Linked DNA regions of Sus scrofa: regions 1 and 3 are each linked to region 2. A link is a contact called in public HiChIP or PLAC-seq and promoter capture Hi-C data. All regions are on one chromosome and are shown on one strand. Each heading gives the region's core, a stretch centred on a gene start, on an enhancer-like site or on the middle of the called end of the contact. The rest is flanking DNA. Distances are from core to core; before and after follow the strand shown.

Region 1 (2,700 bases), core at 65-2,564, 1.3 Mb before region 2:
TGTTTTCCTTTGAATAGCAGTAATTTTCATCAGACCATATAAAAAATGCTTATTACTCATACCTGCACAAACTATTTTTTTAAAGGTAAAACTCAGTTTTAACTTAGTTAAAACACCCTACTTATAACAGGTCTGGAAAAATGCTAACGAAAAATTCAGAAATAAACGATGCAACCTAAATAACTTCTACAATTAATTTCTCTAGGATTAAATTTTAGCAGCCTAAAAGATCTGGTAGAAAGAGGCTGTGAGGCTTTCCTATTTAACTTCTGCGACAATTACCATCATGTCTCAAATGATATTGTAAGCACTAAAACTTAGCACAATTACGGTTCCTTTCGTCATTTTTGCTTAGGGCTAAAAGAGAGATTTTTCTAAAATTAAGGACCATTTAAAAAGGGACATAGGACAAGTTTCTTAACGTTTAGTTTCACTTAGCGTAAGGGGTTCTCGTAAAGATACTGATATAATTTAAAATTAATTGTCGGTTTTGCACTAACATCCACATGGTAATTACTGATCTTCACCGGGCATATGTGCTTTAATTATAAATTAACAGCCAGAACCAACTGAGCAGACCGTCACCTTGCTTTCTCCCCTCACCCGCTCCCTTGCCCCGTCTCCGGACCCCACCGTGAACTTCGTCTGCCAGTACCGAAAGGCCGTGGGAAATGAGAAGGTGAAGAAGAAAAGGCTTTTAAAATTAAGAGGCTTACAGGAGCCAGACTTAGTCCAAGGGCTGTTTAGCCTGGAAACGAAAGTAAGAAGCAAGAGAGGTTTAGGCTTGTTATGATGTCAGCCATTTTAGACACATTATTTATACTGGGAGGAAGTGCCAAACTCTGTTGTTGTTTTTGTTGTTTTGCATGTCGTCGCTGGGCTCCAGGTCCACCGAACCCAGTCCCGGCCCCACGCACATTCCCCGACTGCACCAACGACCGTGCACTCGGCACAGTTCTCCAACGGGCCTCCTCGCTCCAGGCCTCCCCCAAGCCCCCGCTCCCGGCTCCGCTTTCTGCACACGCACTTTCTCACAAAGAAGCTGCGCCGGACAAGAAAGGGGAGCAGCCTGCGAAAAAGGAGAGGTCGGCCCTCTCGGGGAGCCTGTCCCGCGCCTCCTCGGGCGCAGAGCCGCCCCGGCCCCACCAGCTCTCCCCGCGGGCCCAGCGCCCTCTCCCCCGAGCCCTGGCCCTCGGACCTTGCAGTCCACCGCGACGGTGTCGGGGGGGATGATGAGCGCCTCCTCTCCGCTCTTGGGCTCGTCCTTCTTGGCCTCCTTCTGGGCCAGAGCCGAGTTGAACGTCACCTTCACCATGGCGCGGCCTGGGGCGCCCTCGGCGGCGGCTGCGGGCTCGGGCGCGGGCTGCGGGCTCCTGCTACGGCTGCAGCCTCCTCGGCAGGGCTCCGAACGCGGCTCAGCAGCAACCGGAGACAAGCAGCTCCGCAGCGACAGAGGTGGCTACTGCTGCAGGGTTACTGAAGCCTCGCAGCTCCCAGGCGAGGGCGGCGACGGCTCGCTCGGCCCCCCTCCCCCGAAGGCGGGGCCAGAGGCGGGCAAACCGGGAGGGGGGCACAGGGGGCGGGGTCGGAGGCGGGCCGGGCGGGGTCGAGCAGGCCGACCCGACGTGCAGATGTGTTGGGGAGTCTGACCCTGGGTGGAAGGAGGGATCCGGCTGGGAAGGAAGGGGTCCTTCTGCGTGCGGGCGTGAGTTTTGCAGTTCTGAATTCGTTTCCAATCAGTTTGCCACTGAGCACAAGGTTGCAGCTTTGGAGCAAAAGCAGGTGAACTTTCCTGGGTGCGCCGCGGACAATGGATTAACCTCTGGCAGCAGCAGCCCACCATTCCCTGCCTGGTGTCAACCAGGAATCGAAAGGCCGTGGAATTTGGGGGCGTTTACACCTCCATTTTCTCACTTTATTATGGAACCGGCTCAGTGGAGCAAAGAAATGTTGAATTCGCTCTATCCAAGTGATCTGACTACTTTATCTTCCCGGACCTCACCCAAGGGCGTTACTCTACTCAGACTTGCCTTTTCTTCTCCACCCTCCACCCCACCTCACCCCCGCCCCTCACCCCTCGCCCCCCGCCCTCGCAAGGTCAGTGGCTGCCCTGCCTAGTCCCAGAGCAGTTCGGAGGAAGACTCTTGGCAGATTTGTGTTTCATACATCTCAGATTTCGGAAACAAAATGTTCCCTACTTGTGTCGACTTGGACAAAACCCACATGCACACAAGGCTGATTTGTGATTCATATTTGATGATGAGTCTTTTGTAGCTTTCTGCAAAATTTAAAAAATCTTATGGATAATGCAGAGTTATGTTTGGAAGAGATTTCGTTTGCAACTAATTGGAGAGAGGATTCTGGCTCGCACTGTTACTGGGTTAATGACTGTGTCAACAGATGGCTCTTTGGATAAATGGTTGATCTTGTACCCTTTTTCCACCCGCCTCTGTCCTGGTTCAACCCTGGATGTGGGTGTACCCTAGAATGTTTCAGCTGCGTCAGCTCTTCCCTGAGTCAACCATGAAAAAAGTAGACTGAGTCTGAGGTTCTGGGGGATTTGGCTCTGCTCAAGGAGGGGGTTAGGTCTCTTAGTCTCTGCATAGAATCAGATCACCATTCCCTGCAAAACATTCCAAGTTCCCAGAATCTCAGATCATAGTAACCCAGCCCAAACCTTGAGTCTGCGGTAGGCATTCC
Region 2 (2,773 bases), core at 263-2,762:
CCACAGCAATCAATTTATTAAATAAACACACTGTAAATAACTTTCTTCAATCATTTCCTATCCTTTCTAAATAACTTGCAAGCTTGGGTACTGTTTTATTTATTTATTTATTTATTCATTGTCTTTTTGCTATTTATTGGGCTGCTCCTGCGGCATATGGAGGTTCCCAGGCTAGGGGTTGAATCGGAGCTGTAGCCGCCGGCCTACGCCAGAGCCACAGCAACGCGGGATCCGAGCCGCGTCTGCAACCTACACCACAGCTCACGGCAACGCCAGATCGTTAACCCACTGAGCAAGGGCAGGGACCGAACCCGCAACCTCATGGTTCCTAGTCAGATTCGTTAACCACTGCGCCACGACGGGAACTCCTTGGGTACTGTTTTAGTTGTGAAACTCAGTTTGAAGAAAATTCCCTTTTCGGTGATTTATATTTTTAAAATGGTAGAAAATAAAACATTTTTCATTTCAATGCTTTCTCAAAATGAAAATAGTATTTTAAGTACCAATTTTGGGCTGAATTCCAATCGATATAGCTCCACAGGTGCAACCCACAAGTCACTGTGGCCAAATGGACCCGCGCCATGTAATCTCTTCTGTAGCATCTATAACATCAGTTTCAATAGAGGTCACTTCACTTACCAGTCCTTTCAGGAAGATATGCCACATAATTTGCAGGGTCCAGTGCAAAACGAAAATATGAGGCCCCTTTCAAAATTTCTTAACAATGTGGCACAGGAAAGAAATTAAGGGCAGGGTCCTTCGGCGATCTTGCTCTACTGCACGGGCTGCATGCCCACAAAACCAGTTTTGTCCTTCCGAAGATGTCATTCACAATCTGATGGCCTAGCTGTTAAATTTTTTTAAGGGTTTTGTTTTGTTTTGTTTGTAATCAGATTTAATTTTCTCAACAGGCAAAGTACATCACAATCAATTTGGTTAAGGCAAGCCAAGGAAGCAAAAGGTCAAGGAACTATTTGTTGTTAAGTCAGCAACCAGCAACTATATTACTCAATTCTTCTAACACTGAGAGAAGGAAGAAAAAAGGACACCGGTGAAGCACCTACTACTTTTCTAGCACAGGTGATTTTTTTCAATGGCTTTTGTTTAACCCCAGCTACCAAATAGGGGAACTGAAATTATGTCCCGGTTTCTAAATAACCTCAAAGGATTAGGCGGAAACATTTTCCACGAGTTAAATGGGGCCAGATCTCGTGTTTATTCAAGCCTCAGCCTTACTAAGCGTCCCCTGAGAAGGGTCGGGACCATAGCGCCTGGCGGGTGCTTGACTTCGGATCCGTCACAGGAAGTGGAGCCGCAGAGAGTTCTCCCGGGAAATGTGAGGTCAGGGAGGCGGGCGCTGGGGGCGGGGTCTTCTGGGCGGAGCCTTCGGGGCGGGGTCGATGAGGGGCGGGGCTGAGGAGTAGGGACCCTAGTGGGCGGGCCCGAGATGGGCGGGTCCGGTGGTTGGGACCGAGGGGCGGGCCCTAGAGGGGGTGGGACCGAGGCGGTGGCACAGCGGCCATGTTGAAGCTCCGCCTTTCCCTGACGGCTACTGCTCGGCCTCCGGCTGCTGCCGTAGGTAAGACTGGGGCTGGGCCGAGGTCCGTACGTCCTGGGCCGGCCAGGGTCTCCTGCTGCACGGATGACACTGTGGGGCTGTGGGGCCGGATAGGGGAGGACGCTGAGGCCTGCGGCGAGTCGCATGGGCGCAAATGCGAAGACCGCGCGGCCTCTGTCCGGGAGAACGACCAAGCCTTGGCAGGAAGCCGAGGGAGGGGCACTGGACCTTTTCCTCTCTGCGCTTCCAAGCATGTGTACCCCGGGGCATTCGGGCGTGCGATCTTTGCGGAGCAGGTGCGGGTGTCTCTAGAGCCCGCTACGCCTCTGTAGCTTTTCCTGCGGGAAGTGGATGTGTCCCCCGCTCGTGGAGGAAGCAGACCCAAAATGTTCGGAGGCCCCATGGGCGCCTGGGTCAGGAAGCCCGTGCGCATCTCCGGACGCTTGCAAGCACTTTCGAAGCCTGATCGTGTTGTAAATGCGCTGTCAGAGTTGTGTAGGGATCTGGAGGTCATGTCTCACGGGGTCGCCAGGGAGATAGCACTTGAGCAGAACTTGGAGGGCATTCGATGTTGCGGGAATAATGATAACTAACATTTGTGTATCATGGCCGGCAGTGTTCCAAGTATGTGAATTAACTTACCTAGTCCCAGGAACAGCCCTATCAGGTAGATCATATTAATAGGCCCATTTTGCAGATGGGGAAATGAGGCATAGGAGTTCCTGCTGTGGCAGTGGGTTAAAGGATCCCTCTTGCCTCATCTGCTACTGGGGTTCAGTCGCTGGCCTGGGAACTTACATATGCTGAGAGTGTGGCCATAAAAAAAAAAAAAAAAAAAAAAAAAAAAAAAAAAAAAAAGAGCTATGAGGTAGTTTGCCCAAAATCACTACCACTACCAAGTACTACGACTTAGTAGTACCTGGTGAAGCCAGAATCTGAACCTGAAGGGTTTGGCTCCACAACCTACCTGGTCCCAAACCGTTATACCATGGCACCCAGTAGAAACATCCAGGCTATCCTAGAATTATGTACATAATTGAGTTCGACTAAATTAAAGTAATAGAAAACAAGGCCAGAAAAATAGTCTGGGACCGTTGAAGACAATTTTAAGAGCCAGGGTGAGGTGTTTAGAGCTCATGGATGCTGTGGGTTTTTCCCTAGGGTGGATTAAAAATTCATCTATGGGCAAGCCATGTGAATTTTTGTGAAGGAAAA
Region 3 (2,700 bases), core at 116-2,615, 1.0 Mb before region 2:
TGGCCAAGGATGGAATCAGAGCCACAGTAGTGACAATGCCAAATCCTTATCCGCTAAGCCACCAGAGAACTCCAGAAAAGCTTCCCAGGTGATTCTGATACCTCTGGGTTGGTTATGTGGTCAGGGAATGTTGCATGCCTTTCCAGTGAACAAAGAATGTTACCTACCCTTTCATTTCGAAAAGGATCAAGCCATCATCGGCCACTGCTGTCTCAGACATCTTCCTCCCCCGTGGTCCACCCTGAGTGGGATTCAGGATGGAAAACAGGAAGCATTCTGTTCTCTGGATACTGGCCCTAGAGAGTTAAGATGCAGCTAAGGAATAATTTCAATGAAGCCAGCATCTTCCCATAACTAGAAAAGTACTAAAATCATTAACTTGAGATGTCTATTCTTTGTGATCAGCCATAATACTTTCATGTTCTTTTTCTTAGCATAAATCTTCCTGCATCCTGGCTTCTCCTGAAACCAGGCAAGATCCTGGGCACAAAAACTTTTTCCTGTGCATTAACTGGAAATGCACTGCAGTGGCTAACTGCAGCGTAGCCACTAAAGCAGGATTCCTGTTCCTCCTCAATAAATAAACCTAAGAGCATCGTTGAGTTCTTCTGTAGGAACTAAGGCATCCACCCAGGTGGAGTATGGTAATTTCAGGCTCAGCCCATGATTCATGGAACAGCACCCTGCTATCACCCCACCAACCAATCAGCAGAAAGCCTTCCACCCCTCAGGCCTCACCCCAAATTTCTCCTATAAAAACTCCCTGAAAACTATCTGGGAGTTCGGGTCTTTTCAGCTACAGCCATCTGCTTTCCTTGCTTGGCCCTGCAATAAACCTTTCTCTGTTCCAAACTCCAACCTTTCATTTTGGCCTCACTGTGCATAAGGCACACGGACTAACACTCCCGTACCTTTTCAGAGCGGTTTTCCTACTGAGACACTGTCTCTTGGCTACAGTCCTCAGTAACTAGCGGCTGTCCATCTTCTGTTTGAGAGCAGAATCACTGTTTTATTCACTGCTGTAACCCAAAGCTCAGCTGCAGTGTTCAGCACAAAACAGACTTGCAGTACTTATTTTCTGAATGAACCCCAAGTTACAGAGGGGGCACCACCTGAGGCTCAGGTTAAGATCACACAGGTGGTGGCGCTGGTGGTCCCTCTACTACATTTTGCTAGGAAAACTTCGGTGGCTGAGCAGCGGCTGCAGGTCGGACCTTGAGGCTGCGGTGTCCGGTTACAAAGGTCAAAGTTTGCTCTGGGCAAGCCAAGCCCAGCTTCTCAGCAGCAATTCTTGCTTTGCCTGCCCAGGGTGTCCCGCCACTGCGAAGTTAACCCGAGACCCCGCCCCATGGGCGGGGCCAGGGGCGGTGCGCGCGTCCCGGGGCGCAGCGTCTCTGGTCGCTTCGAGCTTCTGCGCCTGCGCCCGGCGCCCGGGGGCCTGGGTCAGACTCAGAAATGGCGGCCTCCATGTTCTACAGCCGGCTGTTGGCTGCCGCCACCCTTAGGAATCACCGACCCCGGACGGCACTGCAGACCGCCGCCCAGGTACTGCGGTCGAGCCGGCTCTCGCTTCGAGGGTCGGCAGGAGAAAGGGCGACGTGGGGGATTGGCACCTGTGGGCGAGGTGTGAAGGGATCCGGGGCCCGGCTCGGGGTCACCCCACCGTCAGTGACATTGGGTGACAAGAGATGCCACTCCGGGCCCACGGGAGGCTTGCCCGGGAGTGCTGCCTGCCAAGACCGCGAGCCGGCTCATGTTTGCGCCTTTCTGTCCCCGCCTTCATTCTGCGAAGAGCTGTGGCCATCTGGCCCGGGCTGCTCGTCCAGTTTCCGAGGGGGCGGAGGAGAGCCAGGATGGGTAGCTAGTGGCGAGGCGGGGGTCGAGCACTTTCTCCTGCTGCTCCCGCGACCGGCGCAGTGCGCCGAGACTTCTTCGGCCCGCCTTTGGGCTGGGAGGGGAATGCCCTTCAGATGTACTTTTGTGCCTCAGGAGCTGTCATAGATGGGAATGGCTTCACATAACCAGCAGTGCTTGCTGACTGGTCTTTTCTGGGACTCAGCCGGGAAGTTTCTCATGTCTTCCAAGTAGCTGTGTACTGTTTTGTTTAATAGTGGTAATTACCAATTGGGAAGAAAAATCTTTTAGCTTTAGGAGTGTGGGTGGGGTGTATGTGGGGTGTGTAGTGCGTGTGCGTGTGCGTGTGTGTGTGTGTGTGTGTAGTAACAGGAGCAAGGGGTTGTTTGCAGCAAAGTAAGGGTTTATTTGCAGAGTGCAAGCGAGGGAGTGGTAGACAAGTCACAGATCTATTCCAGCTTGGTCTTTGAGTTGGAGTGTTTTTAAAGGGGAAGAACAAAGAAGCTGGGATTAATCATCAGCTTCTGTAATTTCTGTGACATTTTTAAATTCTAGTTTCAGGGACTCAGATTATCTCCTGTTTCTGATTCTTTTGCCAAATGGTCCGTGGCTCCAGGGCCTATTAGCTCATCTTGACCTGGAGAAACAACCTGAGTTTGTACTTTAATGATGACATCTGCAGTATTACGTTTAGTTCATTAGTGATGTTATCAACGACAGCAATTTTAGTTACCTGACTGGTTGATTAATGTTCAGTTAGAGATTGGTGGGAACAAAAAGGGAATAAAAATTGGGGTAGACAGATTAATCATAAATTCGTTAAGGAAACTTGGTTTTAGGGGCTCA

What was found. Promoter capture Hi-C pulls out the DNA fragments that hold promoters and counts their contacts. HiChIP or PLAC-seq counts read pairs in DNA pulled down with a chosen protein or histone mark.
Region 1: a promoter capture Hi-C map of liver shows a contact between it and region 2, with 2.7 times the contacts expected there. The contact joins the promoter of ITM2B here to the promoter of ESD in region 2. A contact is called at or near these places in 1 of 5 promoter capture datasets (liver) and 1 of 47 Hi-C or Micro-C datasets (heart right ventricle).
Region 3: a contact with region 2 is called in an H3K27ac HiChIP or PLAC-seq map of alveolar macrophages. The contact joins the promoter of SUCLA2 here to the promoter of ESD in region 2. A contact is called at or near these places in 1 of 5 promoter capture datasets (liver) and 1 of 2 datasets of contacts at active chromatin or transcription factors (alveolar macrophages).

What each region holds. Positions count from the first base shown.
Region 1 is chr11:19,376,385-19,379,084 of Sscrofa11.1, forward strand. It overlaps ITM2B (integral membrane protein 2B), which reads right to left and starts at 1,315. Exons shown (of 6, transcript NM_001042375.1): 1 at 1,199-1,315. The coding sequence starts at 1,315.
Region 2 is chr11:20,650,792-20,653,564 of Sscrofa11.1, forward strand. ESD (esterase D) reads left to right here and starts at 1,513. Exons shown (of 9, transcript NM_214060.1): 1 at 1,513-1,579.
Region 3 is chr11:19,615,050-19,617,749 of Sscrofa11.1, forward strand. SUCLA2 (succinate--CoA ligase [ADP-forming] subunit beta, mitochondrial) reads left to right here and starts at 1,366. Exons shown (of 11, transcript XM_021065584.1): 1 at 1,366-1,545. The coding sequence starts at 1,456. LOC106504670 (a long non-coding RNA gene) reads right to left here and starts at 1,302. Exons shown (of 3, transcript XR_001298332.2): 1 at 912-1,302; 2 at 168-296.